Linked DNA regions of Mus musculus: region 1 is linked to region 2. Evidence: chromatin contacts called from public HiChIP or PLAC-seq data. All regions are on one chromosome and are shown on one strand. Each heading gives the region's core, a stretch centred on a gene start, on an enhancer-like site or on the middle of the called end of the contact. The rest is flanking DNA. Distances are from core to core; before and after follow the strand shown. Region 1 has its middle 9.0 kb from the start of Gm46160. Region 2 holds the start of Mgat4f (MGAT4 family, member F).

The links. HiChIP or PLAC-seq counts read pairs in DNA pulled down with a chosen protein or histone mark.
Region 1: a contact with region 2 is called in an H3K27ac HiChIP or PLAC-seq map of embryonic stem cells, with 10 read pairs. The contact joins the enhancer-like site here to the promoter of Mgat4f in region 2. A contact is called at or near these places in 3 of 39 promoter capture datasets (the HPC-7 cell line, neutrophils and pre-B cells), 3 of 484 Hi-C or Micro-C datasets (the HL-1 cell line, the HPC-7 cell line and bone marrow-derived macrophages), 3 of 115 datasets of contacts at active chromatin or transcription factors (all in embryonic stem cells) and 3 of 9 other capture datasets (adipose tissue, liver and macrophages).

What each region holds. Positions count from the first base shown.
Region 1 is chr1:134,533,913-134,540,606 of GRCm38.p6, reverse strand. No RefSeq gene overlaps it. Among named protein-coding and RNA genes, the nearest start is that of Gm46160, 9.0 kb to the left of the region's middle. Within about 2 kb of position 5,281, at least 8 of the 459 cell types and tissues checked have an H3K27ac peak or open chromatin away from gene starts, as enhancers often do. A contact at or near this core is called in embryonic stem cells, where this site is marked.
Region 2 is chr1:134,384,573-134,390,669 of GRCm38.p6, reverse strand. It overlaps Mgat4f (MGAT4 family, member F), which reads right to left and starts at 4,730. Exons shown (of 4, transcript NM_173771.4): 1 at 4,443-4,730; 2 at 2,665-2,795; 3 at 1,830-1,986; 4 at 1-880. The coding sequence starts at 4,452.

The DNA.
Region 1 (6,694 bases), core at 4,032-6,531, 150 kb before region 2:
ATCGCCTATTACCTTTCTTCCATCTGTGTGGGTATGAGACAGGTATTCGCTGGTACCAGAAGGAAGGGTGGGGGTGATGTGGTCTAGTTGTAGGAGACCACTGGGTCTGGGATATAAGACAGAGGTGACATCTCTGTAGAGCTACTGTGACAATCAGATGTGATTAATGTGTGAGGGCTCATAATCATAATGCAAAAATACTTCACATGGGGTCATGATGTCACCCAAGTTCATCAGGGGGCTAGAGAGATGGCTCAGCCGTTTAAGAGCACGGACTGCTCTTCCAGAGGTCCTGAGTTCAATTCCCAGTAACCACATGGTGGCTCATAGCCATCTGTAATGGGATCTGATGCACTCTTCTGGAGTGTCTGAAGATAGTGACAGTGTACTCACATATAAATCAATCAATCAATAAAGCAAACACAGGCTGCTCTTCCTGAGAACCCTCATTTGATTCCCAGTCTTCACATGGTGGCTCAGAACTGTCTACTGCTCCAGTTCCAAGGGATCCCAATGCCCTTCTTTAGTCTCTGAAGGCATTGTACACACATGGTGTGTAGACATGCATATAGGAAAAATATCCAAACACATAAAATCGAAATAAAGATTAAAAGAAAGTTTTAAAGTTCTTCAGTGGCTTCCCATAGCTGCTGCGTTACAGGCATTTTTTTTTTTTTTTTAAAGAGTGCTTCCTGGGCAGCGGTGGCACACGCTTTTTTTTTTTTTTTAAAGATTTATTTACTTATTATATGTAAGTACACTGTAGCTGTCTTCAGACACTCCAGAAGAGGGAGTCAGATCTCGTTACAGATGGTTGTGAGCCACCATGTGGTTGCTGGGATTTGAACTTCGGACCTTTGGAAGAGCAGTCGGTTGCTCTTACCCACTGAGCCATCTCACCAGCCCATGTCACAGGCATTTTGAGCGTAGCCACCTTGCTTAGCTCATGGCTAACCACTGTCTGTGCCAGAGTCCCCCCAGCACCTTTTGTGGGGCTGAGCTCATCCCTGGCCCTGGCTCTTTCAGATGGGCCATGTTCTGGCCAAGGCCTGAATCTCCTCTGCCTTTCTGACTACTTGTCCTTAGTTTCTTTCTGCCACCAAGGTCAGGCCCTGTTACCTGTTCCCTTAGCACCTTTGTCTTCTGTTTTGCAGGTCTTACAGAGGTGTGGCTGTTTAAGGTTCATAGTTCTCTTTAGACCCCAAACACATGCTTTTTGAGGTTAGAAATGGCATGCCTATTTTCTTCATCCTTGCGTGCCTGAGGCCTCACAGAGGTCTTGACACACAGCAGGCATTTTATCTGCTGGAAAAAACAAAAACAAAACCAAAAACAACCAAATCAGAGGCAGCCAAACCTCCAGTTTCTTCATTCCCCTTAGCCCCAAGTCTGAGGCAACCAGTCACCAGCTGCCACACCCCAAACACTCAGTCAGCCAGGCACCTGCTTTGTCTACCAGGAGAACTCAGGGAGGTGTCTTCCCTTTGTCAAGACTCAAAATATTAATTGGAGAACCAGCCTGCCTCTATCTTAGGCTCAAAAGCCATCTTTTTTTTTAATTAGGTATTTTCCTCACTTACATTTCCAATGCTATCCAAAAGTCCCCCATAGCAACCCCCCCACTCCCCTACCCACCCACTCCCCCTTTTTGGTCCTGGTGTTCCTCTGTACTGAGGCATATAAAGTTTGCAAGTCCAATGGGCCTCTCTTTCCAGTGATGGCCGACTAGGCCATCTTTTGATACATATGCAGCTAGAGTCAAGAGCTCCGAGGTACTGGTTAGTTCATAATGTTGTTGCACCTACAGGGTTGCAGATCTCTTTAGCTCCTTGGATACTTTCTCTAGCTCCTCCATTGGGGGCCCTGTGATCCATCTAATAGCTGACTGTGAGCATCCACTTATGTGTTTGCTAGGCCCTGGCGTAGTCTCACAAGAGACAGCTATATCTGGGTCCTTTCAGCAAAATCTTGCTGGGGTATGCAATGGTGTCAGCATTTGGAAGCTGATTATGGGATGGATCCCCAGATATGGCAATCACTAGATGGTCCATCCTTTCGTCACAGCTCCAAATTTTGTCTCTGTAACTCCTTCCATGGGTGTTTTGTTCCCAATTCAGTGAAGATAAACTAAACTCATTCCTGTTTATGGTTAAACCTGTTTCTCAAGGCTATGCCCCACCTATAACCTTAACTACAAATGGTTCTGTACTGCCTGTTCCAGGAATGTTGATCATGTCTTCATTTCAAAAAGTTGTTTATGACCAACATGCAACCCTACCTTTGCTTCCAAAGGTTATATGACTACTTATGACTATCTTGTTATGCCTACTTTGTTATGCCCACCTTTGCTTCAGGAGGCCATTAGGACTAACCTGTTGTGCATATGTTCTGCTCCTGTAATCCGGACTATTTGCCAGCCAAATCCCCTATTTGGAACCCCTGTCCCCCTGAGCTAGAAAAGCCTTCATCACATCCAGTGCTGAGCCTTTGAACCTTAGTGGGAGGCAACCCATGTACACAAATAAAGTTTGCTTTAATTAATTTGGTCGTGGTAATTTGGGTCCGTCATCTTTTTCCTCCCATCTTTGGGATTAGCATCAATCCCTGCATCTTCCCTCAAGACTCCTCTTTGAGGGAACTCGTGGAACTTGGCCTATTTACCACATCACTTTAGGTTTGGGCTGTTCTGTGGACCAGTCAGCAAACCTATGCATGCTTCTCTCTATGTTAACCATAGAACAACCCCTGGCATTCTAAGTCTAGATGTGTGCTGTCTTCGACATATCACCACGGACACATTTCTGCAGCAGAACCCAGGGATACTTTACAAAATGGTTGCCATGGTGAGGTATCCCAATTAACATCCGTGTCAGACGCTGTGCTAAGCACTTCCAGTGCCTTCCTCGGCATAGCTCAGCCCAACAGGCTCTATTTATCTCCTTTTACCTTTGAGGTTTATAATTGAGGCCTGGAGTGAGTGAAACAGACATGCTCACACCACTATTAAGCTGTATGAACTTGGACAGGCTCCTGTCAGAGACCCAAGCTCCTTCCTGCTCCGCAGCCACACTCAGAATCCACTTTTTCTTTCAAGTCAGAGGCCAGACAGGTACAAAGTAGGTTGAAGTTATCTAGACCCAAGTCCAAGTCCAGGCAGCAGCTGGAAGGGTTGGAGCTTGTGCCTCTGTGATCATGCACAGACTCCCTCATAGGGATGAACTCTCACCTCCTTGGTAACTTTCACAGGATCCCCAGGAATGATAATGAACAAGAACCAGATGCAGGTCTGAGGATCTAAGACCTTCATAGTAGAGCGCTTATCCAACATGTATGTACAAGATCCTCCATTCAATCCCTAACATGGGGTAGGGGAACAGGATGCAGACAGTTACAGTGAATTCAAAGGAAGTGGCAGGAATTTGAGTCCATGGACTTGGGTTCAAGTTTGCTACCTTCAAGATGTTAGGGGACACATTTTTAAACTCTATTTCATGTTTGGGCCTGGAATGTCAGACAGAGGAATGATTTTTAGGGTACCCACCATCTGATCATACTGTTTCCTCAAATATCTGGAGCCCTAGGGCTGTGGTTTGCAACGCTAGCTGCTTCATTCAGGAAGGTTATAAAAAAACAAACTTGGACCTACTCTGGACCAGCTCCACAGAGGCTCAGGGTAAAACTGGAAACCATCAGTAGTTCTTAAAAGCTGTCCCTCTCGAGACTGGAGAGACAGTACAACAGTTAACAGCACATTTTGCTCTTGCAGAGGACCCAAATCTGATGCCCTCTTCTGATCTTGGAGGGCACTGTGCACCAGACACGCATGTGGTCCATGGGTACAAAGCCGCCCAGGGATTCTGGTATAGCCCACGATAATCACATCTTGATCCATTGCTCTGTTCTTTGTACCCTGGGAAGAGGAGGGAGTTAGGCAGCTTTCCATCAAGTTCTTGGCAGTGTTCCTTAGAGCTCAGGCTTATCAGTCCATGTCTGCCCTTACTGCCTATTGTCTTGTTGGCCCATGGGAAGCCTTGTGGTACATGGTCCACCAGGATGGCCACAATTCCATTGCCGTGTATGTATGTCATCAGGAGGAAGGCTTGAGGCAGCCATGCCTACCATCTCCACACTTGGGTGGATACTTTGAGACCAGCCTGAGCTATACAATGAAACCCTATCTCAAAAAAGAAAAGGAAGAGAAAACTTAATCATCTCTCAACAATCTTCAACCAGTGATAAAGTCAGGGAGGGAAATGACCAAATGAGACTCCCAAGCCAGCAAAGCCCATGGGAGGAAGGTGACAGCAGCCCTATTGCGCTGCCACTTGTACCTGGCTGGCTGGTGAGATCCTGGTTGCCTCCCGTGGGGTTCCACGGTCAGGTGGAGTCAATGCTGCTGCCATTATTTCCCAGTGCCCACTTCAAAGGAAGCTCAAGTTTTGATGTCTCCCGGCTCCCAGAGCTATTGAAAGGCTTAATGGGAGACTCCCTTGGTATGCAGCTCCTCCATGTACCAACCTATAATGGTGGGACTGTATCCAAGACAAAGAAGTCTATATCGTCCCTTCCTCATGACAGCAACACTGTCATGAGGCCTTCAGTATTTGTGTTTCTGGCTTATTTCACAAACTTTAAGCCTCTAAGCAGTAAATCTTCTGGTCTGTCCTAAGCTTCTAGTCTGTTCTAAGAACCCCAGGAGTGTGGCCTGCATTACCCTTGACATGATTCCCAACCCCTGGTGTGTAATTGCTTTCATCTGGGTCCTGTCTCCAAACTGTCCACCGAATGTTGGGATTCAGTAACTAACTTTCAAGTTCTGTGGTGGTTTGAATATGCTTAGCCCAGGGAGTGGCACTATTTGAAGGTGTGGCCTTGTTGGAGTGGGTGTGGCCTTATTGGAGGACGTGTGTCACTGTGGGGGGTAGACTTTTGAGATCCTCTTCTATCTGCCTTGAAGTTAGTCTTCCCCTAGTAACCTTCAGATCAAGATATAGAATTCTCGGTTCCATCTCCTGTGCCATGCCTGTGTGGATGCTGCCATGCTCCTACCTTGGTAATTGGTTGAACCTCTGAACCTGTAAGCCAGCCCCAAATGAAATGTTGTCCCTTATAAGAGTTGCCTTGGTCATGGTGTTTCTTCACAGCAATGGAAAACCCAACCAAGACAAGCTCCTTCCGTACCTTACCCTTCCCAGTTTTCAGGAACCAGCATAGTGTTGAGTGTGCTCCTACATCTAGCTAGTTGCCTGTTGCATAAAGCAGATACTAGGGAAGACAGCAGGCTAAAACAATTGGTGCTCTGACATCATGGAATCAAGACAAAAGAGCAATCCTGTCTTTTCTATGCCCCTACCTTTGGCATCCTGTGTATTTGAATACAGCACTCAAACAACACTTAAGGAACAGATTGCTCCACTCAATGGAATTCTTCTTCCCATACTTAACATTAGAAAAGGTTTTGAAGAAGCTACACCCTTACCTTCTAAAGTAGCCATTCTCAGTCTGTGGGGAGACACACCCACAGGGGTCTCATATCAGATCTCCTTTATATCAGATATTTACACTATGATTCGTAACAGGATCAAAATTACAGTTATAAAGTAGCAACAAAATAATTCTGTGGTTGGGCATCACCACAACATGAGAAACTGTATTAAAGGGTAGAAGCATCAGGAAGGTCGAGAACCAATGGGTTAGAGTCATATGAGAAGAGGGAACATCTTAAGGAAATTCTGCCAACCAAACTGGCCTGTGGGCAAGCCTGCGGGACATTCTATTGAATGACTGATGTGAGAGGGATTGGGGAGGTGCCACTCAGAGAGGGTAGTTCTGGGTGTACAAAAATTAGACTGAGAAGCCCCGAAGGAACAAGCCAGTGAATGTCCTTCCTCCACGGCTTCTGCTTCTGTTCCTACCTCCTGGTTCTTGCCCTGCTTGAGCTCCTGCCCTGACTTCCCTCAGTGATGGACTGTTCTGTGGAAGTACGAATGAAGTAAACTCTTCCCTCTGTGACCTGCTCATGGTCACAGTGTCTTATCATATGAAAAATAAGCCAAACTCAGACAAAAGAGAAAAAGGAAGAAAGGAAGGAAGGAAGGAAGGAAGGAAGGAAGGAAGGAAGGAAGGAAGGAAGGAAGGCCCTTAATCCCAATACTCAAGAGCAGAAACAGGTACATGTCTGTGAGTTAGAGGCCAAACAGGGCTACACAGAGAGATCCTGTCTCAGATGATTTTTTGCTTCTTGTTTGCCAGGGCTACAGTAATAAAGTAACAAACTTAAGACAGAACTCATGGCTGAAGGCTCCTAGGTCAGAGTGTCAGCAGGGCTGGCTTGTGGGGTGCAGTTCTGAGCCTCTGTCCCTAGCATACCTCCAGCCTTCCCTGGACATGAAAGAACCTAGTGGGGAAACCCCCACTCAATTTTCATTCGGCGCACACCCAAGAATCACGAACAGACGACCATCTTGATGTAAAAGCATGAGGTAGTTTAATGACGGAGCTCTGGGCCGACACTATGTAGTCGCCCACAGGAGACAGAGGTGTTGACCACATGGTGGAGCCATAATGGCGGAGCTCCGGTTCGAAACGTATCTCACACAGGAGACAGTGGTTTTGACCCAGAGGCTTGGAAGCTAGGGACTTTTATAGAAAAGGGGTGGGGCTGGGGGAGGAATTGGCACGGTTTTACATGATT
Region 2 (6,097 bases), core at 3,481-5,980:
TTCTTAGTAGAGCCTGTCTCCACTGCTACCTTGATGACTTTTTGTGGCTTATCTAGAACCACCAGCAAGTAGTTGCCTTCTAGAGGGTCCAAGGCCCAGAAGTAGTCATCATTGAGAAAGTAGGCAAACTGTGGATTTGTATTCCAAAACGAGATCATGTCTGTAAAGACAGTCCCAGCAGGATTGTCTGGTCTGCCCAAGTCTTTGTCTCGCTTCGCAGGAAAGCATGTGTCTTCAAACTCAGAGTCCCTGTCCATTCGGTAGAAGACGGAGGGACTGAGGCGGATAGGGACATTTTGAGACAAGAGAAGCCTGAACTCAGAGAGAAGCAAGTGAGTGGGAATGTCCTTGGGGAAGAGGAGCAAGAAGGAAACGAAGCGGGAAAGGTCCTCAGTATGGAAAACCTTTCCGGAGAGCGGCATGCTGGAGAAGTCTAGGCTCACCCAAGGGAGCTGTTTCCAGGCCGGCAAGGCCCAGAAGACATTAGCCAGAAACTTGGGGGCAGTCTTCACATTATCTCCTAGCAACAGGAAGTATTCAGAGAGGTTGAGGGCAAAATTCATGAGAAGGGCAAGACTTGTTTTTTGCCTAGAATATAGTTTTCCACAGGGGGAGGTATCATTTCTGCTCTTTGCTCTGGAGCCACCAAGCCGACCATGGACCACCAGCAGCCTCCCAGAGTCAATGTGAGGCATGAAAAGACCTGAAATGTTGGCAACTGTTTGGTTGAGCCATGTGGGGTCAGTGTCTGACAGGAGGACCAAGACCAGCATATACTCCAGGTCCTGTTCCGAGGAAGCTTGGAACAAGGATGTCATGGTGTCCAAGAGGTGAGTCCTGTGGCTATGTGGCACTGAGAAGATGCCCACCGTCAGCATCCCTAAGGAGCACAAAGACATCCTCAGTACTTCAGCAAGGCAGATGGATCCCAGGGCTTTCTTCCCAGACCCTCACCTAATGCAACTTCCCAAGTCAGGCTCACATCTCCTGGAGTTGTGGGAATTGAATACCTTTCCCAAAGCTACTAAGTCTCACTTGTTTAATACTTTGGAAAGGCTCGGTGGGAGAAGCTTCATGAGAGTAAGGCTCTCTTTAGAATGGAGCTATGTAGTTATTGCCATGTAAGCAAATTATCTTAGCCTGGCCTTGGCCTCTGGAGTTATCTCAATTACTAAGGACTACCCAGCCCCAGACTAGAAGATCTCCAAGTCCCTTTGAAACCTCATGGCTGGCTAGTCCAGTTCACTGGACTGTGCAGTTCAGTGGCCCATAAGTTTCCACTACCTTCTTTTCTGTCTACCCACTTCTGCCCCAGATAACCCTGGCTCCTCTTCTATCTATTTTCCCATCCCTGGATGCCTAGCATGAATGAGTATCACCCCAGACTCTCTCACAGAGTTACTCTGGCCTTTTAATCCTGGTGGACATTCAACGGGGGGTCAGGTGGGAAGAAAAATGAACCTCGGTGGAAACCTGTACCTGCTGGCCCTCACTCAAAGAGCTTGTTTCTTGATAGCTGCCAGCCTAGTTCTTCTGAACCCATTCTCTTTTTCTAGATCAAAGACCTCAGGTGGTGGCTCGTGCCTTTAAGCCAAACACTTGGGAGGCAGAAAGAAAGAAAGAAAGAAAGAAAGAAAGAAAGAAAGAAAGAAAGAAAGAAAGAAAGAAAGAGGGAGGGAGGGAGGGAGAGAAAGGAAGGAAGGAAGGAAGAAAGAAGAAAGAAAGGAAGGAAGGAAGGAAGGAAGGAAGGAAGGAAGGAAGGAAGGAAGGAAGGAAGAAAGACCTTTCGTGGCCCTTGCCAAGTCTAATGGCCCCTCCCACATACTCACTCTTTGGCTGGTAAGAGGCTCCAGCCAGAACTGTGTAGGTGACATGCTGGAGAACATGGGAACTTTCCTGCATCTCTGTGAAGTATTTCAAATGGTTCTTGATTTTGGAGCTGATTTCCTCCTGAGCTATCTGCTGAATCATTTTCTTCTTTTCACTCTGAGTACAAGTGACAACATTATCAGCCCCACGGGTGATTCTTTGATGCCTTGGAGACAACTGGGGGCACGTGCTCCTTAGGGGAGACTGGATGGTCATGAGGATCCATCACGTACAATATCTCAGAGCTTAGCTTGCTGCTCTCCCCACCTGGTCACGAGCCTCCACAGAGCCTTCCCGCCACAGGCACATGGCCCCGGAGTCCTGTAGAGGGAGGGAGGACCTGCCTGCCAAGCCACTACCCACCTGGCATGGCCAAGCTAGCAAATGTGGTCTAACTGGGCTCAGGCCTCTGCTGGGTTCCGAAAGACAGAACCTGGCCCTGCCTTTACTCTTCCCCACACTGGGGAATGTTACTTCTGGTTTCTCATCTGAGAAAGGGCAGGAATATCATTTGTAGGTGCAGTGAAGAGGTAGCTTGTGTCCTGCTGGTCAGCACCTCCTCTATAGGTAGCTGTGTTTCACCCCCTCTCTAGGCCTGGACCTCCTGCTCCTCTTCCTGCCCTCCCCAAATCCCATTTCTCTCAAGCCAACTTAAAGGTAACGTCTTCTCTGACACTGACTGGATTCCTCAGCTGCTCTCCTTTAGGGTTCACGTGAGGAGCCTAGAGGCTTTCACACAAGTGGGACGACCCCTTTCCTGTGATGGGTGGAGAAGCCTCTATCCCTGGTCCTTACCAGCAATGTGTTATGTTGCTGCTTTACATGTGCTGCTGCGATATTGTCTTGAAGAAAGAACCCCAGGATGACTAGGGATGCCAGGACTCGGACGCACATCCACAGGCAGCCTCGCATGGCACCAGGAGCAGCTGTGGAAGGAACGCGAGCAGCAGCAGATCCTGAGGGCCTCCTCAGAGAGCAGGGGTGCTCTTCCGGCTGGCATGCCACATCCCGAGCCCACCCTTCCTGGACTGAGCTTTCCCAATGCCTGATTATTGTCTTAACCTTTTCCTCCCAATTTTTCTCCTGCCCCTGCTTGTAGCCATCTCAGGAAAGACAACCAACAAGGGCTTGACTCTGTGACGCTCCTGCTTTCTGTATGCTCCCAGGTGAACTGGAAGGGATATGTTGCCAAGAAGACAATATGGAGGCTGTAGAGATGACACAGTAGGTAATAGCTCTTGCTACCAGCCCCATCCCTGGGACCTGTATGGTGGAAGGAGAGAACCAATTCCATTCTGTGCATGTGGCCATATATGTCTATACACAGACTTAAACAAATCTGGGTGACATGTAACATGACAGACTTCCCTACACTATCCTGCGATGTGAATTCTGTTCCCAAAGATCTTTGTTTACTCCCCTGGGAGGAATGCCCTGAGTAAGATGTTCCCTCCCTCCTCAGCAATGCAGCTTATTGTGCCCAAGACATTTTGTAAATCCCAATTTCCTATGAGGCATTCTGGATCCTGAGCATATCTGTGATAGCAATGAGAAACACTCAGTATGTTTGTCTTTGTTTCTCTGTGAGCTATTTGAAATAAAAGTTTCACAGAATGCCAGGAAAGGCACTAGCTTAGAGTCCTCTACTGTAGTGGGTAGCCTAGTGCTGCTTATTCTACTACTAATTTGGGGTCCCCAAGACTGGCTGCCCCTAGAGAGAGTCTTCACGTAAGATGCTGAGTGACCCTGCCCCCAAGTTATTTCTGATTGGTAAATAAAGATGCCAACAGTCAATAGCTGGGCAGAAGAGACATAGGTAGAGTTTAGGGTTTTGGGCTTGGAGTCTGAGGAGGACCATGAGGGAAGAGAGTGCAGGTGGAGGAAGAAGCCACCATGGGTTATGTGAGCCATAAGAACAAGACCCTGAGGGCTGGCCAACTGAAGTTAAGAACAGCCCAGATGGAACATAGTAAGTAATGATTCGGGGTTATCGATAGGAAAGTAGATTCTAATAGCATGGAGGGTAGGTATTCACCCAGCTATTGTGCTGTTTAAGGCTAATTATAAATAAAAAGGTTGCGTATGTCTTTTGTCTGGGAACTTAAATAGCCAAGGCTGGGTAGAAACCTCAGGGCAGGATTTAAATAATTATTACTACAACACTAGTTCTGCTGACTCTCCAATTCAACTTCAATTCCTTGGCAAAGGCCACTGGCAGGTTGTGATAGATACTTCTTTTATATATATGTATAGGTATTTTACCTGCATGTAAGTCTGTGGACTACATATGTGTCTGGTGCATGCAGAGGCCAGAAGAGGGTGTTGAATCCTCTGGAACTGTAGTTATAGACCATATATACATATTGTGAGCCACTGGGTGGGTGCTGGGAATGAAACCTGGGTCCCTTGGAAGAACAGCCAGCTCTCCTAACCACTAAGCCTGTCTAGTTCCCATAATAATTTGTTTTTAATGAAGAGGAAATTTAGGGTTAAGTATTAAATTCAAACCAACATCTTCTGGTAGGGGGTTAGTGATACATGAATTAGATCTCATCTCTCAAACCCATACTTACTTTTGGGCATTTTCCTTTCTGGGATTTTGTTAGGTAGATAGACAAGGTTTTGAATAAATACAGAAGGACTTGGCGTGCTTTCTTCATTGTGAACTGCTAGGATCCATAGAAACCTGAAAGAAACCAGAAATTCCTAAACAGGACCACATCATCATTATGTTTTGAGTGCAATTTCCATAGAAGTCTTTCTGGCTAGTAGAAAATGCTGCTTGAAGCTTAACTGGAATAAGGATTTTCTCTGAAAACAAGAAGAAAACAACTTAATGTTGAGGGATGCAGTCCCAGAGTGGCTTCTCTGAAGCTGCTAAGGCTAGTCACCCCTCCCAGGAAGCCCCACCTGACAACCATTGTTCAGCTTGAATGGGGACCATGTGTCAACCAGCCTTACATCAAACACCTCCTTGATGAGGTGAGGAGGAAACATAGTTTCAAAACCAGCCTTCAGTCTTGCTACTTGAAATTTGAGTATTGCCTGCTAGTTTGAGTCAACAAGTATGAATTCTGAGTTGTCCCTTTTTTATCAAAGGGCGCATGGGCTATTCACTGCCATCTGTGTCTTCAGTTGCTGCTCTGTGCAGCCTGGGAGATCACCACAAAATTGTTCTCAAATATCCAGTTGTTTTTTGTGCTTAGAAGTGTCCAGTGGCCTTCTGAAGTCCCCCCCCACCTCCCCCCCCCCTTTTTAATCTGTTCTTTATCACTACTGAGATTGTATTTCCAGTAGCATTGTTCCTTCTCCCTGTTGGGAATCTGAATGAAAATGTCCTCTATAGGTTTGTGTTCAAGTACTTAGTCCCCTGTTGGTGGAACTGTTTGGGAAGGATCAGGGGGTGTGGCCTTGATGGAGGAGGTGTGTCACTGGGGGGTGGGCTTTGAGGTTTCAAAACACTGGTGCCATCCTCACTGTCTCTGCTTTGTGGCTGTGTCTCAAGATGTGAGCACACAGCTACTGCTCTGGTGCCATGCCTGGAAACCTGTTGCCATGCTCCCTACCATGATGGTCATGGACTCTAACCCTCTAAAATGATAAGCCATTTCAGTGGTAGGCCAACAAAGTCTTTCTTCTATCAGTTGCCTTGGTCATGGTGTCTTATGACAGCAATAGAGTGTTGGTGCCGGCCAGTGGTTCACATGTCCGGGTTCGAGCCTGGAAGGCATCTTGGAATCTGGAAGAAAAGAGGGAGCCTAGGCGGGTTGGGAAATAATGGAACCAAGACATGCTAGTCTGTTCAAGGTTCAAATTTTTAATGGCGGACATGCTTTATAAAAGAGGGGGGAAAGTCCATCCCCACCAATTCATTCTTGGAGCCTGGAACCAGCTGCAGGTGATGATGTGCAGGATAGGGCGTAGTTTCCAGAATAGCTGGGGGGGGGGGGCTCTCAGCTGGTAGCAGTATCTTGAAGAGGAACAGCAGCAGCAGCAGAACAATAGAGTGATCCAGGGAGGAAGGCTCCACCCTAGATAATCACCTTAGTGGCTGCAAGGTCAAGTTCTGGCTTAGCCTGCTTCAGGCTTATGGGAGACTACAATAGAGAAGTAGCTAAGACACTCCTTATCCTCCTCCTCTTCCCGGCGTCCTCTTCTACTTCATCCTCCTCTTCTCTTCCTCCTTTTCCTTTTCTTCTACCTCATCCTCTTCCTCTTCTCCTCCTGG